Linked DNA regions of Mus musculus: region 2 is linked to region 1. A link is a contact called in public Hi-C data. All regions are on one chromosome and are shown on one strand. The core of a region is the stretch at or near the end of the contact, and the rest is flanking DNA. Distances in the headings are between cores, read along the strand shown.

Region 1 (3,152 bases), core at 414-2,913:
CATCCATTGGAAGTGGATAGTGGTGTGCCACCGTCCTCCCTGAGGACACTCACAGACCCTGTTGTAAGTTGTCTCTCTGACTGAAGTTGGCACTTCTTCCCAACAATCGACTTCCTGGGCCCTACTGCCTTGCGACCAACTGCTCACCACTGAGCTCACCACTGGAGATCCGAGGGCCCTGGGTAGAGGCTGGCACGTCTCCCTCCCTAGAGCCTGGTGGGTACTGTCAGTCATCACCCTCCAAGGTTCTGGTACTGTACCTTCTTTAATCAAAACCCAGGTCTCTAAGCACACTGTGAATGAGTACCAGAGCGGTACAAGCAAGTCGCAGCGGGTGCCCTGCCAGGTAGCTCTCAGGGGTGGAGGAAAAGATGAACTAGGCAGATCTCATCAAGGTCTTTCCTCACTTCTGCCAGGGAGGCCACCGTTACCCATCCAAGGGTCACATGAAACAACAGAGTGACTGAGTGGAGGCTCCACGCCCACAGGGACGGAACTACCTCCTGCAGGACTCTGCGTTTTACAAAGTGCCACGCAAGGAGGGAGACACATTCCCACTAGTGGTAGTGTTTGAGAAGCAGGCAGACTCGGGAAGGGGATGGGGTGCAGGTGGAGTGGGGTGGGAGGTGGAGTCTTTTCTCTGTTGTCAGGTGCAGTGGGCGTGGTCCCTCAGTGACTTCCAAGCCAGCCTGCCAAGGGGTGGGGGTGGGGAACAGTGGGTTCAGCCCTTCTGGGAAAGGGACCAAGCAGGACATATGGGCAGAATTGGCAGGGGTAGAAGGAGGGATGCTGAGCACTACAGACAATTCAATACTAGAGGGGAGATTAAAAGACAGAGACAAAAGATGGCTTACTTTTGAGAGGCGCTTGTGAGACTAAGACCATGCATGCAAAGGTGTTTGGAAAACAGTGGGGAGAAGAGGAAGAACAAGAAATCAAAAGACAAGTTCAAGTGGGGTTTCTCCCAAGCCTCCCGAGGGGTCCCCTTTCTCAAGCCCTGCGACTCCCGTTGGTTTAGGAGCACCTGAGTAGAGGCACCTCTTGATTGCCAGAGGCCTGGGGATCGAAGGAGAACTCTGGGGAACCTTAACCATGTGAGGGAGGCCTCTATGCTAATCCTTGGATCAGGAGCCCAAGACAAGCTTGAGAGGGAAGGAAAAGTCCTGTGACTATCCTCTCTGCAAGATGAGTAGGGCATGGGCTGGGACAAAGGTAAGGCGGGGTGATGGCCAAGGAGGAGGTTAAAAATAGCCCTCCGGAAGCTTCCCTGAACTCGCTCTTCCTGGCAATACACTTGTCCCAAATAACGTTCCTTTGCCAGTTCAAAGGGCCAAATTTAACGAAGGATTATAAAGGCGACACCTCCTGCTCACCAGAGCTTCCTCCATATCTCAAGGGTCTTGAAGTTCCTTAGATGCTTACCGAGAGATGGGGAGCGGGGTGGAGAAGGGGCGCATGACTCGGGACCCTCCCTGAATGATTAACCAGGAATCAATTCATCAAGAGTCTCCCCTGCTGACGCTGACCTGTCCTGACTTCATCACATAGACACGGGGCTGTTCGGTCACATGAGTACCCAGTAGCTTCCTGCGACCAGCTAACAAAGGCTGCCAAGTCCCCAGCATCGTCTGCTCACCTTGGAATTTTTACCACCGCTCCGACCAGACTGTGAGGAGCAACTGCGTTGCACACCCTGCTCCGGGGTGGACGGGGACTTGTCCGAGGAGTGATCTGAGCCCTTCTCCACCATGGTGTCTCCGTCCTGGTTCTGTGGTGTTGGTGAGCGGGACCGCTTCCGGAGGATGGGAGAGCAGGCTGGCGTGCTGCGGTTGGAGTTACTGGCAGTGCTGCAGGGGCAGATGGAGACGGGGAATGAGATGGAGAGGGAAGAGGAAGGAAGGAAGGAAGGCTGTGAGTGACGGTCGGCCACAGACCCATGCAAAGGAGCCAGCTCAGGGAGCCCAGGCAACAGGCTGAGGAGACAACCCAGCTAGGGACTTGCTGCACTGTAATGCTGCTACTGACCAGCAGGGGGCAGTAGTGCCGGTGTGAAAAGGGAACTGGGACTAGAAACAAGCAGTCAAGTATTTAAATATTCACCCATCCAATCCTGTTTGAGCTTTAACTACATGTAGAAAGCTATTAGGGAAGATGATTTAGACCCTGAAAGAATCTCTCAATGCCACCAGTTCATTTTATACATGCTTTGTTTCAACACTTGCCCATAGTGACAACAACTCCGCTTTTCAAAGCATTCACATATATATTATTTCATAGGCATGTCTTTTACAAATTACGACGTTATTTTATCTTGCATGTATGTGTGCAGGCATGCATGTACCATGGGCATGCCTGTGGATGTCAGAGGGCAACTTGCCAGAGTCTGTTTCCTCCTTCCACAGTGTGAGTCCTGCAGAATGAACTCAGGCCACACTGGCTTGGCCATCTCGCTGGCACAGGTACCATGTGCCAGGACATTCAGTTGAGTTAATAACGGCCACTATCCTTCCATTTCATTTAAAAGATGAAGCTAAATGCCAGATAGAGAGGAGAAAGTGACCCAGGGCTAGCCTCAGAGTTTGCTACAGATGTAAGTCACTCATAGCAGCCTGGTAAGTTATGTTGCTGGTCTACGGGGGGGGGGGGGGGTTGTTCTCATACCTCCTACCCAAAATTCACCTCTAAAAAGTTCCTTGTACTTCCCATGGCACTAAATCCAGTTATACCGAGGCATTCAATCTGTTAATACAGTAAAGACCGAAACTTAGCTTGTGTTTTCAATAGAATAGAAGAGGTGAAGAGAAAAGGGTGGAGAGGAAAGAATGAACTCAGTTTGTTCTGTTTTCAGAGAACAGAGAAATCAAAGAGCTGGGCAGGGAGGGAAGAATCCTCAGAAAGAGACAGTGGAAATGGGAAGGGACATCCTGGGAGATTACATGGCCCCAGACCAAGGTGACAGGAGGGGCAGGATCCTGCCCACCTGCTCAGGAGCCAGACTAACTCAGGAAGCCTTTGTGCCATACCACATTCTGGCCTTGCCTCGGGACAGTGACATTTACATGAAGATCTAGCTGTAACCTCAGATGCTCCATGGAGACATTTGTAAAGAGTACCATGCCCTACCGCCTGGATAAACTCAATACAGAGAGAGC
Region 2 (3,152 bases), core at 400-2,899, 200 kb after region 1:
AAGAGAGAAAAACTAAAGCTTTGTTATTTCCCCAGGAAAGATATAACAAGGAATTTGTGACATCGGCATAACTGAACTGAAGATAGGATAAAACTACTCAACTTCTGCAACTGGAGGAATTTCTGAAGCCCTGTTCTGAAACATCTGTATTGTGGATCCAGTTGCATGTGTTTATCTTAGGGGGCTGGCATGGAGGTGAATAAAACACCTACTTTTCTTTTTTTATTATATTTATTTTGTAGAAGCAGGTGTGTGTGTGTGTGTGTGTGTGTGTGTGTGTGTGTGTGTGTGTGTGTGTATTTGCCTACCCTCATGTTGCATAAACATGGCATACAAGTAAAGGTAAGAGGAGGATTTGCCTAAGGCTCGGACATTGAGCTCAGGGCAGCAAGCTTGGCAGCAAATGCCTTTACCTGATGAGCCATCTTGTCTACCTCAACCTTATTAATGATCATAATATATAATATGTTGTACAAAGTGTTACTAACACAAGATTTTTTTGTAATCTTTACATCAATCCTGTGAGATGAGCTTACTTATTGCCACATTACAGGAGAGAATTTGGAGTCTTAGCAAAGGTTAGGTAGTTTGCTCAGAGCTACACAGTAAGTATAAGATATGGCAACAGGATCTCTACTACGTGACAATAATTCTCCCAGTGACCCTGCCATTTCACACTCAGCACGTCACACACATGCTCATTAGCCAACAATCTTGGAAAAGGAGTGAACACTTCTGTCTTTTACATGAAGAAACTGAGGCACAAACCACCTTGATGTGATCTCTAGAAAGTAAGTTGTGTCTTGGATCCAGTGCTCATTGTATCAACCCATCAGTAGCAAATAGGCAATTTTTGGATTGTATATTCATGGTACTCTCAAGAGTTAGAAGATACATCACTCTGGAGGGGATGTCCCTGGAAAATTACCATGCCAAGCCAATCACCTGAAAGTTCAGAGCTGAAGAAATCCCAAGAACTCATGGGGTTTCCAGCCATCTGGGGGGATTTCCAAAAACTAAATTTTTCCTATACTGACTCTCTCAAAGGTTTGCTCAAGGGTTCTGTTTAGCTTGTGCAGAAAAACATAGTAAGGTTAAAAGAATGACAGTAGCAAGAGCACACACTCAAGCCAACACTCAGGAACTCGGGTACCACTGGAAGTGCTTTGTGTCTGATTTACTTACTTAAGCACAAGTCACACTAGGTAGTTGTCACCTGCGTTTTGTATGTGAGGCAATGAGGCTCAGAGAGGTGATGTCATTTGTCCAATGTGATAGAGTTAATGTGGGCAGAGCTGCGGTTTAAACTTAGGTAGTCTCCCAACAGAAGTGCTACTCAAAGCTTGCCAGGCTATCAGTACACTCATGATCTCTTTCTCTCTCTCTCTCTCTCTCTCTCTCTCTCTCTCTCTCTCTCTCTCTCTCTCTCTCTCTCTCACACACACACACACACACACACACACACACACACACACATGCCTCTACCAAATAAATAATAAGGAAGGTCCTTGAAGCACCTTCCAGAATTGACCATAGAGGCTCTCTGAGTCAGTGCCCATATCTGACGGAGGAATCCTCCAGGACTGTCCACACTCTGAAACTGGACCTTGCCCAGGCACTTGGCTCTTTCCCTCTACCCACCTCGCTGCCAGCATCACCAGCTGCCCCTTGTCAGCCCTGCACAAAGGAAGGCCAGATTGGCTGGGGGAGGGGCAGCAGGACTGCTCTATCCCTCTTGCCAAGTAGGGGACTTCTCTTCCCTTCCCCCTCCTCCTGGAAGCTCCCATCAAGCCTGTATCACCAGCTTTTTGTGCTTTACACATCCTGCTTTCAAAGTGAGGGAAATAGGAGTCAGTCCCATGAACCATGCCTGTTAATCCAATTGGGAGCAGTTTCTCTGGCTCTGAGCATAGAAGACTGTGTGCTTGTCACAAAAAAAAATCCATCCCTATCAGAAGCCAGGTCAGAAAGGGACACATCACCTCAGGAGGATGGGGATGGCTTCTGTTCTCTTCTCTTTTCCTACTGTGTGTCATGGCCCATTGTTGAAGAAATAGAGACAAAGTAGGCGGTGGAAAAAGATACTGCCCAAGGCAGTGGATAAATATAAGCCCAGAGCCCTGCAGGCTCACTGTTCTGTCCGGAGAGTGCTATTCAGTTTGAAGCTAATTCACTCCTTTAGGCCCCATGTCTACCTCAACCTGGGAGAGTTAGGTTGAGTGGGGCCTGTGGGGTCCCTTCCGTATTGTTTAAAGCAAAAGACGCCTCAGCTGGGCATTTCCCTAGGAAGAGAATTGGGAGAGAACCCTAAGAGGCGATTTAATACTCTGAGCTCTCATTTCCGAAGCCTGTCCACCACTGACTTGACATTGAGACCACCTCCAGGGGTTTTCCGTGTCAAATTCTCTGTTCCTGGAAACTCTAGGCTCCCTTCTCACTCAGCATGGCCCGTACTAAGATTCCGGAGCTCTGAGAAGGATCCTGTGCTGACATCGCAGTCTGTCAGCTGAGCCAGCACAGGGTCTTTCAAACCTTATTTAGGGTTAGGCCTTCGTGGGCAGGGCTGTGCCTCTGAGCTGCACACACCTCAGGCCTGGGGTAAGCCTTCCTTGACTCTCATCTTTTGAACAATACAAAGCAAGAAAGTAATGAGATCATAGAGGGTGTCAGGTAGTTTAGCTCAACTAAGTTTTGCCCTATGAAGCATGTCCCAGCACAAACAGATCAGGCCTCAACCCAAGTCTGGCTCCAGATCTACTGGGCCGCAGCTACTGAGGGGAGCAGGTGTTTTAAAAGCTATTTGCCCTGCTATAAATGTCTTTCCCTGGCTCCCATTTCCTCCAGACTAAAAGAAAGACAAGATCTAAAAGACATCAGGTTGGGGCTAGAAAGATGGCTCAGTCCATGTACTCACTCCTCAGAAACTACATTTCTAAAAAAGCCATACATGGTTATAAATGCTTGTAATCCCAGCTCTTGGGTGATGGACGCAGGTTTTTCACATTTAAATGTTCTTAATGAGCCAAGAGTCGTCTGGTGCTGTATTCTCAAAGCATAGTGCTAGAGTTTTGTCTTTGGCCCGTTTCCTTACATCACGTTCAGAGGTTATGGCTGCCTTGGTTAATGCAGGCCGTCGTGGTAAGATGCGTGTG

What was found. Hi-C and Micro-C count contacts between places; a contact is called where the count stands out from the background.
Region 2: a Hi-C map of cerebellum shows a contact between it and region 1, with 1.9 times the contacts expected there. The contact joins the enhancer-like site here to the promoter of 1700110K17Rik in region 1. A contact is called at or near these places in 5 of 39 promoter capture datasets (embryonic stem cells, hippocampal neurons, liver and 1 more), 3 of 484 Hi-C or Micro-C datasets (brain, cerebellum and cortical neurons), 1 of 115 datasets of contacts at active chromatin or transcription factors (embryonic stem cells) and 3 of 9 other capture datasets (adipose tissue, liver and macrophages).

The regions. Positions count from the first base shown.
Region 1 is chr9:40,331,809-40,334,960 of GRCm38.p6, forward strand. It overlaps 1700110K17Rik (RIKEN cDNA 1700110K17 gene), which reads left to right and starts at 1,664. Exons shown (of 3, transcript NR_040728.1): 1 at 1,664-1,779. Gramd1b (GRAM domain containing 1B) reads right to left here. Exons shown (of 20, transcript NM_172768.2): 3 at 1,637-1,847.
Region 2 is chr9:40,536,257-40,539,408 of GRCm38.p6, forward strand. No RefSeq gene overlaps it. Among named protein-coding and RNA genes, the nearest start is that of Gm35177, 9.5 kb to the right of the region's middle. Within about 2 kb of position 1,650, at least 41 of the 459 cell types and tissues checked have an H3K27ac peak or open chromatin away from gene starts, as enhancers often do. A contact at or near this core is called in cerebellum and cortical neurons, where this site is marked.